Linked DNA regions of Sus scrofa: region 1 is linked to region 2. The links are chromatin contacts, called in public HiChIP or PLAC-seq maps. All regions are on one chromosome and are shown on one strand. Each heading gives the region's core, a stretch centred on a gene start, on an enhancer-like site or on the middle of the called end of the contact. The rest is flanking DNA. Distances are from core to core; before and after follow the strand shown. Region 1 holds the start of PRSS23 (serine protease 23). Region 2 overlaps ME3 (malic enzyme 3).

Region 1 (6,502 bases), core at 3,071-5,570, 170 kb before region 2:
GTAAAACAAAACAAATGTGTTTGTATTGCACTTACAACTTTAAAAAAATTCCTATTTTTGTTAAGTATAGATTACCCATTTTAAGTATTTGGAAATATTAGTCAGTACATTCTGAATATAAATGTGTGAAGGTATAATATATAACCTTAAAATATGAAGTGGTTGTAGAGCTAAATTGTCACATTGTATATATGGTAGCCTAAAAAGAAAAAAAAAAAAAAAAGCTGCACAGCAAAGAAAAGCTTTACTCAAATCCTACTTAAAAGAATGTAGCAATAATTTTAATTATTAGGGAGAGGTGTTTCTGTCCTGGTAATGACCCAACTAGTATCCACGAGGACATGGGTTTGATCCCTGGCCTTGCTCAGTGGGTTAAGGATCCAGTGTTGCCCTGAGCTGTGGTGTAGTTTGCCGATGCGGCTCAGATCTGGGGTTGCTGTGGCTCTGGCGTAGGCCGGCAGCTACAGCTCCTATTTGGACCTCTAGCCTGGAAACTTCCATATGCTGCTTTTGCAGCCCCCCCCACCAAAAAAAAAAAAAAAAAAGACAAAAAAATATTAGAAAGAAAAACAGGCTTTGGCACTAGCAATTTCCTGTATACTGTGGGCCCTATTCTAAACTGAAAAATTAGAAACATTTTGAAATAACTGTGTGTTTCTCATTTTCTCTGGTCAAATTCAGAAAGTCTCCAGAGGCCAGTGCTGGGCTTCTCTGATATACTCGAACTTGCATACTAGATCTCATGATCAAGAACAAAAGAGAAAAAAAGATTCTTTTTTTCCTTCCTCTAAGTCAGGGAGAAGCAGCAGAGCTGCAGCCTTGAAATACACTTTAATAACCTTTTGATATTCTCTTTACATTTATGTTATGGAAATTTCTCCCAAATCTCTATACCTTTAAAAGGCATTTTTTGAAAATCCTTTTGTTTTAAATATATGTTTATATTTATCCATATATATATATAATTTTCTCTTTTCTGTCTTATAAGGAGTAATCTTTTAAGTGGCTAAGTATGGGGGCTGAACATTCAAATCCAGTCTTTTCATGAGGTTTCTCCTTTTTCCTGGCAAATTCTACTCATCCTTTAAGCTCAAATATCAACTCTTCTCTGAAGGCTTCCAAACCCTTCATTGCTACATATGTCAGTTTGTTTTCTGCGTTTTCAGAGAATCATATTGAAATTATATCTTGCACTAAAACTATGTATTTACATGTTCAACCTTAAGCAGTCTAGAGCTCCTCATGTGGGGCACCCTGCCTCATTCTTCTAGTCTTTGTGCTTTTCCTTTGTCGTTTAGTAGAGCCTGGATCACAGAAAGGCTCAATTAGTTTTTTCTTAATAAATGATTGAATGAATTAATAGGTCAAAATCTAACGAGCTTAGAATATCAGGTCTGAAATATTCTGGTTTGCCAGTGCAGCCCCTAGGAGCAGGGCTCACTGTATGGGAAATTTTACCACTGGGGCTCCCATGTTTTCCAGGATATAAATCTGAATTTCTCTTTGATGCCCGTTCACCATTCTTTCCTTACGGGTCACTCAGGATAAATTCAGTTTCTGCTTGGTGTGCTGGTTACATTTCAGGACTTATGCTATGGCTGCATGCTGGTGTTCTAGGTGTCATCTGTGCAAGATGTGTGACGTCCCCACTGACTTTATGCAGAACCCTCTGGAATGTGTTCTGAGTCACTCTGCCAGGGACACCCACAGGATGGAGTTTGCTTCCCAAACTCTATTTGCTCCCACATTCTGGAAGATGTTAATAGACCATCCATGAAAAAAAGATGGTCAGATATGCATATTAGCACTCTAGATGCTCTGAGAAGTCCTGAGTGAAGAAACCTGCTTACACTCACTTATTTCTAAATTACCGGGTCTTATTTGACCACGATTCTTTTTTCCAATAGGGTAGTAACATGTCACAGAACAGTGGCGTTCTATTGGGCACAGTTTGAGAAAACCATCCATTAGCTTATCCCACTTCTAGGAGTAACCACTTCTGTTCCCGATACGTGGTTCGTGCTTTTTTGCCTCATTGCCTTTGCTTGTATTTGAAACTGTTTCCTTTGTATCCACTTGTCTCAATTCTACTTTTTTAAAAAAATTGAAATACAGTTAATTTACAATATTGTGTTAATTTTAGGTGTATAACATAGTAATTCAATGTTTTTCTAGATTATACTCCATTATAGGTTATTACAAGATAATGGATATAATTCACTGTGCTATGGAGTATGCGCTTGTGGCTTATCTATTTTATACACAGCAGTTTGTATCTGTTAATTCCATATCCCAATTTGTCCCTCCCCCTCCCCTTTGGTAACCACCAGTTTGTTTTCTGTGTCTAAATCTATACATTAAAAAAAAATTTTTTTTTGGCTATGCCCAAAGCAGGTGGAAGTTCCCAGGTCAGGGATTGAATCTGCGCCATAGCAGCGACCTGAGCTACTGCGATGACAACACCAGATCCTTGACTCGCTGCATTACCAGGGACTCCTAATTGTATGCATTCTTGAAAGGCCTAACAGGAGCTCCCTGGTGGGTCAGTGGGTTAAGGGTCTGGTGTCATCACTGCTGTGACTCTGGTTTAACCACCTGCCACAGGTGCAGCCAAAAAATAAAAGTAAAAAGGCCTAACACTCTGTCACATGCTCTGCAAAGTATTTTTTCCTTTTATTGGCCTTCGATTTCCCATAACACTTTCCACAGCTTTCTCATAGCCCTTACACTGTTACTTCTTTTATTATCAGTATACCTTTCCTCTCCTCCACCCTTGACTCTCCAGTCTGCATCTCTTTTGCGGGATGTGTCAGTCAGGATCTTAACAGAAGCCCAGTTTGCCCTTAATTGATTCAAATGAAGAGACTTTCAGGAAGTGGCTAGTCCTGGAGATGAGGACAGGGTGGAGGAACAAGCAAGGACAGAGAGCACCCAGGGCCCAGCAGCGGGGTCCTGCTGTGGGCACGGGAGGGAGGGCGAAGGGGCACCTGAGCGCCCAGGTGGGGGGCCTGCTGCCAGGAGTTGCTCCCCTATGGACCCATACAGCCATTGCAGGAAACTGGTGCCCAGGAGGAAGGGAAGGAGTGGGAAAGAAATGCCTTGATCTCTTCTCCTCCTGCCCGCTGATCTCTGGAGCCTGCCGAAGTCAGCTCCCAAGGGAGCCAGGCTGTGCGGTGGGTGAGGCACAGGGCAGGGCAGTAAAGGGTGGAGATTGCGGGGGGGCAAAGAACCAGCACACTGAAAGAGCCCCCGTTTCCTCATTCGCAAAATAGAGTAGTGCCGGTACCCTCCTCCCAGCGTGATGGTGATTAAATTAGGAAATGTGTCAAGGGACTTATGAACACATATGCTTCCTTGATTCTACTCATTAGCTACTTACCCTGTTATCATTATCATTATTTACAAGACCACTCTTGGGATAGCTGCTGGTGTAAGAACTGACTGAAGAAGGTATCATGTGTTGGTTATTTTGTAGCTCTTACACATCCAGCTCAAAGCACTGTGCAAGGCTCCAGATAGATGCATTTGGAGGCGTTGGGGAGCCCTTTTGAATAAGCGTAACAGGAAAGCTTGTATAGCGGTATCAGCCAACCTGACCTTGAAAACAGACCACAAGGCGCTAAACTTGAGACTTACTTTTAGATTCCAGCAGATTGTTTGGGCAGTTCTTAGACACAGGCCAAGGCCTCTAGTTTTCCTTTGCCTCCGTAGAGGGGAGAGTTAATGAAAAACAAGCCAGCTCACCAGGACTAGTGCTGCGTAGCCGTCCTGGCAATGACAGTGATAGTGATTTTTCCTATTTTGAAACAAAGTAAGGACGGCCTGCCCAAGGTTGAAAGCAGGAGGGTTTGTGTCTATAGACGTGATTGGCTTCCTGCTCTTTCAGAACACTAACCTGGTTTATTTCAAACAATGGTCACCAGGCTCCTGCTTCCTTGGGTCCACAGATTAGGGAAACCACAACGGTCTGTGTTCTCTTCACTTCAAAGCCTGCAGAGCGCCCTAGAAAGCCAACGTTCGGCCTGATCCCAGGGGTGGGGGCTGGGACCAGATTCAAGGGTAGGAAGGGGGGTGGGGGGTGAGGCGGGACTTACCCACATGAAGGCAGTGGATGTCAGAGCTGAAGGCTGCTCAGAGGCCCTCCGCTGCAGCCCGTGCTCTTGGAGGAAGGGCGAGCCCCGAGGGTGACTGCTTCTGGGGAGCCTGTCACCCTGACAGAGCCATGAAGGTTACACTGGGAGGGCCACGGACACCGCGCTCCAGTACTGACACCAGCAGCTGCAGCTGGGGACTCCCTTGAAGGAGGAGTGACTTTATCCGGGTTTCCAGCAGACTAAAATTAGTGACAAGAACACTTAGCCCTGAGATCTTGTGGGATCGGTTAAGTTGTTGTTCTCATCATTGTTTCTGTCCCTGAAAAATCAAGACCGAACTGTTAAGCAATGGCCCTAAAGCTGCTGCACCCACAAGCTTCATGCTCTCTGAGTGGGCCCCAGCCAGGGTTCTCTGGCTTTTCTGGACCACACAAATATTTTGTCCCTTAACTCAAGGCTGACTGAGGCCCTGTTTGGACAACCCATGCACAGCCAGAGTGAAGGCTTCCTCTCCACCTGAGCAGGGGTTCAGTCCATCACCCAGAGGGATAATAGGTAACAGAGCAGTTTGGGGGTTATGCTGTCAATTAAACTTAGCTCCACCTGGTGATGTGACATGATATTCTAAGATGACATGATATTTTTTGTTTTATTGTTGAAATGGAAAAGGCCCCTAGCTTCAATCCAGGAAGACCCAGGAAGGCCCAGCCCAGTCCTCAATTGCTGTGACCTCACAGTTGTACAAATAGCAATATTGGCAAAGCGAGGTTATCCAAACCATCTTCTCTTTCAGGACAAGAGATGGCAATGTCTCTTTTTCTCTCTACCATTTTTTTTTTTAAAACAGTGTAATAAAATCAAACTATTAAATCCTGAAACCCCTTTCTTCAGGAAAATTAAAAACAAATAAATGACAAGTCTTTGATTTGTTGGGCCACTTTTTGAAAGGTTGATAGCTGCCTTGAAGGCAAACTCCAGCCTTGGTAGCAGCCCTCCAAGCTCAGTTCCCATTGTAATTTTATTATCAAAACTTTCATCCTCCGCCCAGTGATCCCAAAGCTTCAGGGGACTGAAGTTCACTTAGAGGGTGAGTATTCTTGATCTAAGCTTGTTAGGGATCAACGTTTGTATTGACTCGAATACCTGCCTGACTGGAAGGAAAAGCACGAGTGAGCCAATAAAATTGTTTTGTGTAAAGTTATAGTTTAAAAAGGGTGGTTTTGTTGGTGAAAGTATTTATAGCATTGGTATAAAGTTCATCTTAACAATAATGGCCATTTATTATCTACTGTGTACCAGACCTTTCCCACTACTTCTTACATTGGAGCAAATGACTCTGAGCAGTAGGAACACATATCCTTCTATTAACTGATAAGAACCCAAGGCTTAACTAGGTAAATAACATTCCCACTTTGAAGTGCTGGAGAGGGGATTCAAACCCAAGACTCTCTCCCCCAAATCCATATATCATAAAGTTTCCTGTATAGTTTCTTTTGGGATGATTTCAGACACAATAACGGAAACCCTTGACTTACTCCTGCTTAAATGACAATCAGGAAATTGAGTATCGCACGTCGAGAAGTTCAAAGATAGAGTGGCTTCAGGTGAGGGGCACTCAAGGCTCCAGCCCTGCCTCTTTTGGCTCTGCAGTTGTCACCTGCATTTGTGTCCAGGAGGAAAAAAAAAATCTTCTCTCCCTCTGTCTCTCTCTTAGGAGCAAGACAGTGATAGTTCTCCCCAGCCCTTTCTGCATATCACAGTGGTAGGAATTCAACAGTCCTAAGTACTTTGCTAAATCAATCACTGGCAAGAGATGAAGTTATCTTTTAGCCTAAGTAACACAATAATTGGAAGAGCTCTGAACTCAGGATCGGAAACCTTGGGTTTTGGTTATGAAAACTTGCTAGTTGCTCAGTTTTTCTTCGCCCTTACCTTTTCCTTATTGGTAAAACAGGGCTGATGAGTCCTATCATACTGATCTCACAGAGTTGTAAAACAGGAATGAAGTAATGTCTGTAGAAGTATTTTGTCAGCTCTGACACATGATGTAAATGCATGTTATGGGCTTCTATTAATATGGTTCAGAGAGAACTATTGGTCATGAGACACTTTTTCAGTTATATTCATATGTGTGGCTTAATCATCATCAAGATGATCATTTAGGATTTTTAAGTTTTTGCTGAAGATTTGCCTGAATTTTACTTATGTGTCGGAAAATTAATAGTGCACAAATAGGAGAAAATGTGAAATTCAGTGTCTATCGTTATGAACTCCAATTGTATCAGTTTATATGTGGGTAAGATGTTTGTCAGTTATTTTTTACTCATCAAAGAGCTAGTTTCCTACGAATCTGTTAAACAATCTTTCTCATCCCTTCCTTTATACCAATTCAATAAATACATATGGAA
Region 2 (6,056 bases), core at 207-2,706:
GTAATCAGTTCTGAAATAGAATGTATTTATGTTCTTCCCAAACAACAGCCTGTGGCCAAGCATTTGGGAAATAACCTGACAGGTACATGTGGCTAAAGGGGACATCATGGCACAATCCTCATTCTAGGGTGCAGGAAAAAATGATTTGGGGACCCTAGTCTCTTTTTGAAGGACAGAAGGCAGATGAGAGCCCTCCTGAAATACCTGAAGGGCCATCAAGTAGAATGAGAAATAGACTTATTCTGCATCTCCAGAAGGTAGACCCAGGGCATAGGAGCAGAGTTTACTGCAAGATCCACTGTGCTCAATGTAAAGAAAAACAATGACTTCTCCATCTCTAGAAGCACTTGATTGGAAGCTGAAGAAACATCTATCAAGGGAACTGCAGAAGCGGGTGGGAAGGACCCTCTTAGGTCCCTTCCACCTCTAAGATTCTGTAAATCTCTATGGGAAGGACGGACACTCCTGGTTTGCTTTCTTTTGATGATTTTGACTTGACTTTGAGGGGTTATTTTCACCTGTGGTGAAGAAACTATGTCTCTTAACTCCTTGGTGTTAGATAGTACTATGGAATCGAGGAAGGAATGACTAACAGTGTGCATGGTGGGGAAAGGGAGAGAAGAAGGGGTTAGGGAAGATTTCACAGACCTGAGAACACCAAAGGATGAGAGGAATTAGGGGAAGTTTGGGAAATTCAAGGCAAAGGGGTGCGAAAATAAGAGTTCTTGGTTTATTTAAAGCATGATGTGTTTTCTGTCACGGCTTGGCTTGGAGCTGTAAGGGTAGAGTAGAGATTAGTTAGAAGGGGTGATATTCAAAATATTTAATGGCCCATATGGTGTGGATTTAAATGAGTCAGAACAAAGGCCAGCCATTTCATGGTGCTGCTGGAAAACCAGGTAAATATGAGCCCAGTCAACAAGTCTGAAAAGTGATTTTTGACCAGAATATCCCAAATAACGTAGCGTAATTACATTTGCAGTTTAGAAAGATCACTCTGTCACTCAGAGGGGAGAGTGGATTGCTGAAATTCTTCATGAATGTGAATGTAAGTTGAACACAATTTATCCAGAAAGTTTTAGTGTAGCTATGCTACGCTAAACCATAAACCCAGTTATGAAAAATAAGCCTATCCCTCAGTCCAGAATAATAACAATAACAACAGAACGCACAGTGCGCCAAAATGAAAATCAAGCTGCTGGTTTACAAGAACTGTAACCCTATCTCCTGCTCTTGTTGTCACTGCCAGACTGGTTTTGAGGCAAAGCCCGGTTTGGCATTGACCACTGAGTGAATTTGCTGAAAACAGCAACCTCGCATGTTTACACTCCTTTCTCCTGGTGACACATGGATTAGAAAAAGAAATAGGATGATTAAGAAAGGAAGAGTAAACACCAGATAACCCCAAACCAGACCAGTGACCTCCAACTCAAAACCAGTTGACCAGCTGAAGTCATTACACCACTCCACTGAGATTGCTCCATTTTTCCTTACAGGAAGAGGCATCAGCACCAAGGGCCATCAGTTCCCATTGTGGGATGGTGGACTTTTCCATCATCCGCATGTGAGAATGTGAGGCCTGAGCAGCATCTGGTGAAGATTAGTCCTGGAGGTTGCCTTGTCAGGGATATTGGGGGTGGGGGGGCTGTCAAGCTCACTAGACAAGGAGAAAGCCTGTGTAGTAGGATGTCAGAGCCCTGAAAGGGCCCCGAGAATAGCCTCAACAAAGGCTGACCGCTGATGGCTTCTTTAGGGCTTCTTCAGGGTTCCATCCACATGGGACTTGGGTATGTGGCTGTAAGTGGCCAGAGATACCCCTTGCCTTTTTTGTCCACAAAGAGACCCTTGGGAAGGCGTGTCCCTGAGACATTTCTCCAACTCCAGCCCAGGAGGGAAGTGTGTACCTGGAGCCATGTATGTGACCATGGACAGGTGACCTCTTTGAACCTCAGTCTCCTCCTCTATAAAATCGGTTCTCACTTGTGGAATTGCTGTGGCCGTCTCATGAGATAATAGACTGCAAGGGATAAATTGATCTTTACTGTGTAAGTATCCCATGATATTGCTGTTATTGTGCTTTTCAGATGAGCTCAGAGAGCTCTGGGGATGGGGGGAGAGGTGGGGTCTTCTTCTGCTGTGTGGAGTGGACTCCCAGATCCTTCTCTAGGAGGGATGCCTGTGGGCTTTGGAAGCTGTTAGTTGGTAGGGTAGAGAAATAGTCAAATGTTTCTGGACAGTTGTGGGAGGACTGTGGGTTGGAGAAGGGAGGTGAACTCAGGGAAGAGAAAATCATTGGAAGAGTCCTGGAAGCAGGGGCTTGAAGTGAAACAACGATGGATCTTGGAGTTACAGTCTGAGTTTGAACCCTCGCTGGCTGCTCCCTCTCTCGCTATATGATTCAGGCTAGTTATTAGTCTATTCTTCCTGTAAAACAGGCGTCACTTTTATAAATCTATTTTTAAGTGTTGTTACAAAGACTTAAAATAATGTAGTAAAATAAAGCCTGAATAGTAAACATCAATGAATAATGACTATTAATAAGGACCACTAAATTCAATATAACGCAGCAGAAAATACTTCTTCATGCAAGGACCGATCACTTATATGTGGAATCTTTTTAAAAATGTTGAAGAGGTAGAGACAAAAAGTAGATGATGGTCGCCAGGGGCTGGGGGTGGGGAAAATAGGGAGAAGTTGGTAAAAGGGTACAGACTCTCAATTCCAAGGATCTGAACTAAAGTACAGCACGGTGCCTGTGGCTGATAACTGTATTGTAGGATTGAAACTTGCTAAGAGAGTAGAACTCAGGTGTTCTCCAACATATACACGAAAGGTTCAGAATATGAGGTGATAGATATGTTAATTAGTTTGGAGGGAATCCTTTCACAATATGCATGTATATAAAATCATCATATACACTCTAAATGTATTATAGTTTTATTTGTCAGTTATACCTCAGTAATGCTAAAAAGAAAATACTGCTCTGGAGTTCCCTTCGTGGCTCAGTGGTTCATGAACCTGACTAGGATCCATGAAGTTGCAGGTTTGATCCCTGGCCTTGCTCAGTGGGTCAAGAATCCGGCATTGCTATGAGCTGTGGTATAGGTCATAGATGTGGCTTCGTCCCACGTTGTGGCTGTGGTGTAGGCCGGCAGCTGTAGATGATTCATCCCCTAGCTTGGGAACTTCCATATGCCATGAGGGTGGCCCTAAAAAGCAAAAAATAATTTTTAAAAAATCAGTTAAAAAAATTTAAAAAAAGAAAATACTGTTCTTAGAGGAACTGCCAGGTCATAGACTGAAAGGGACTCTGAGCTCACCTGGGTTACTGGATAAGGAAGCTGAGACCCAGAGAAGCTGGCCCAGAATCATACAGATATTGGTGGCAGAATTGAGCTCCCAACAAGTCTTCAAAAGGCAGAGTCACTTCCACTCTGTCATGTTTTTAAGGTGCTTCCCAGGAGCACCCCCTGGTTATAGGGCTCAGATTCCATGACTCAGAGCATTTCCAGCCTCTGAGCTGAGGTCTTGTGGAGCTGCCTGTGCTGATGCTCTGAGGGTGGCAGAGGATACCAGGTTGGCAGACTGGAAGCCATATTGGCGTGGGGTCACATCCCCAAGTCTTTCTTAGAAGAGGGGGAGCCGCCGTAGGGTTTTAGAGGACAGAGCAACAAAATCAGACTTGTGTTTGAGAAAACTCACTCTAGCAGTGCTGTGAGGACACCAGGCCTGGCCCGGCCTGCCCAGGGCAACACCAGTATTTGGGTAACAGCTTGTGAAGTGCTTTCGTGCATGTGTCTTGGGGGCTATTCCACTGAGCACTCTGATTCCTTGGGACAGATTCTCATTTTTCTCATTTGATCCCCATAGCAGCTCTCAGAAGAAGGCAAAGCAGATATCGTCACCCCCATCCTACAGATAAGGAAAACCAAGGGGCAGAGCTAAAGCAGCTTGTCCGAGCCTGACTGGGCATGAAGTTGGGTGCTAGCTCATTCCAGCACATTCCCTGTTCACCACCCTGGGTTACATATGTGTAACCATGTGACTAGAAAGTCTCCTGCTCCAAATTAAATCAAAATACATTGAAGGCAGGAGACATAGTAGATGCTCGATAACTACTTTTTAATTTTTTCTACTACAACCGCAAAGCTTAATAAGGTATTTCTATAACATATTTTAACAAATGTCGTTTTCTATAACAGACATTTATAGCTTCAAGGGCATAAGACAGCTGTACTTAGAAATAAGAAAACAAACTTTTTGGTATCATAAGAAATCTCTTTGAGTAAGCGACAGACTTAGACAGAAACTGAGCTTTTAAGACAAGCAGATAAGCTCCAGAGTGGGAGAAAATGTTTACAAGTCATATATCTGATAGTGATTTAGTATCCAGAATATATAAAGAACTCTTACAACTCAACAAGAGAAAGGCAAAATAAAATAAAATAAACCAAAAAAAAAAAAAAAAAAAACCAGCTAAAAAAATGAGCAAAGTACCTTTCCTCAGAGAAGATATGCAGATATCCAAATACCGGTTCGTTCGGCTGTAACATGAGACAGGTCGACCAGATCATCACTAAGGTCCCTTCCATCCCTGGCATCTTGAGTTTCTGTGTGTAGGTAAAAAACCTTCTTAAAGCCTTGGGCTCTTTTCTTTTTTTCTTTTTCTTTTTTCCTTGCCTTTTGTCTTTTTAGGGCTGCACTCACGACATACAGAGGCTCCCAGGCTAGGGGTCTAATTGGTACTGTAGCCGCCGGCCTACCCCACAGCCACAGCAATGCCGGATCCTTAACCCACTGAGTGAGGCCAGGGATCGAACCTGCAACCTCATGGCCCCTAGTCGGATTCGTTTCTGCTGCGCCATGACGGGAACTCCCTTGGGCTCTTTTGAAAGTGGCAAAGAAGGCGGTCAGAGCACAAGCACTGACTGGGAGGTACTATGGGGTGCATTTCTAGTATCCAGGCCTTCTAGGTAAACATTTTCCTGCACATTCCTGAGTAAAGCCTGAAACCTGTACTTTCAAAATGGAGGAAGAGGAGACTTAACTTTCAATATATTTCATCTGACGATGATGAAAGTATTAAAATTGCACCAGTAGGAAAGTTACAGGGCACTTTACATTCTATGCATTTTTGCACTGGTCAGAAGAGACTGAAATTCCGTATGTTCGCAAATTAGCTAAAGAGAAGCCTCTTGTCAAGGACCCCCTCCATCCATCTGGTTATCATTATTAAAGCGTTATGGGGTGTGTATGCTTTCCATAGGAAAAAAATGAATAATCCCTTCAAATATGTAATTTCACAGGTTTGGCAATATGAAGGCAGCCGTTGAGGGAGCTATCAAAGCAGACTGAGACTCAGTGTTAGCTGTCGGGTGAAAAATATGAGAGTGTTTTCAGTAACTGAAGTTTCAACAGTTGCTGATGCCAAGGCCCAGGAATTTTTAAGAACACTTCTTGGAATTCTAAAGACGGTTGTTTTCATTGCATGGAGGTATTTGAACCAAAAAGATAAATTTTGAACCACCTGGACCATATTAGAGTGTCTGGGGCCTCAAAGCTCCAGAGAGGCCTTCACCCAGGTGTGCCTTCTTGCATAACTGTCCCCTCAAAGGACAGCACAGCTGAGATTCTGTTCCTGCAGCTGTGACATTTTGTTTCAGGAGCCCTGTGTGCCCTGTGCCAGCCTTGCCTCCTAGACATCAACTCAAACAAGAAAATGTTTGCCCTGAAGCAAGATGTAGCAGAAAGAGTGAGGACCTGGAATCAGACAGACCTTGAGCCAGATCCAAGTTCCCAGCCCTCCCACTCGAGCGCTTGTGACCTTGGGCCAGCACGGTGCCTGGTTCGTAGAAGGCGCTCAGTCAATGCCTCCTGACCCCACCTGTGGAACCAGGCTGATTATTTCCTTGATTTGATCATCTGTTTCCTTCTTAGGAGATGGTGTTTAAGAGCACAACAGGCTTTAAAGGCAGAACAAGTAGGATCAGATCCTGGCTTTCCAAGTACTCTTTCTATGCCTTGGTTTCTGCATCTGTAAAATGGAGAGGATCGTA

The links. HiChIP or PLAC-seq counts read pairs in DNA pulled down with a chosen protein or histone mark.
Region 1: a contact with region 2 is called in an H3K27ac HiChIP or PLAC-seq map of skeletal muscle. The contact joins the promoter of PRSS23 here to the enhancer-like site in region 2. A contact is called at or near these places in 13 of 47 Hi-C or Micro-C datasets (alveolar macrophages, brain, embryonic fibroblasts and 7 more) and 1 of 2 datasets of contacts at active chromatin or transcription factors (skeletal muscle).

What each region holds. Positions count from the first base shown.
Region 1 is chr9:20,601,494-20,607,995 of Sscrofa11.1, reverse strand. PRSS23 (serine protease 23) reads right to left here and starts at 4,320. Exons shown (of 2, transcript XM_003357231.3): 1 at 4,095-4,320. It also overlaps a transcript of ME3 not described here.
Region 2 is chr9:20,425,816-20,431,871 of Sscrofa11.1, reverse strand. All of the region lies in intron 2 of ME3 (malic enzyme 3), which reads left to right. Among named protein-coding and RNA genes, the nearest start is that of ME3, 60 kb to the left of the region's middle. Within about 2 kb of position 1,456, at least 10 of the 83 cell types and tissues checked have an H3K27ac peak or open chromatin away from gene starts, as enhancers often do. A contact at or near this core is called in omental adipose tissue and skeletal muscle, where this site is marked.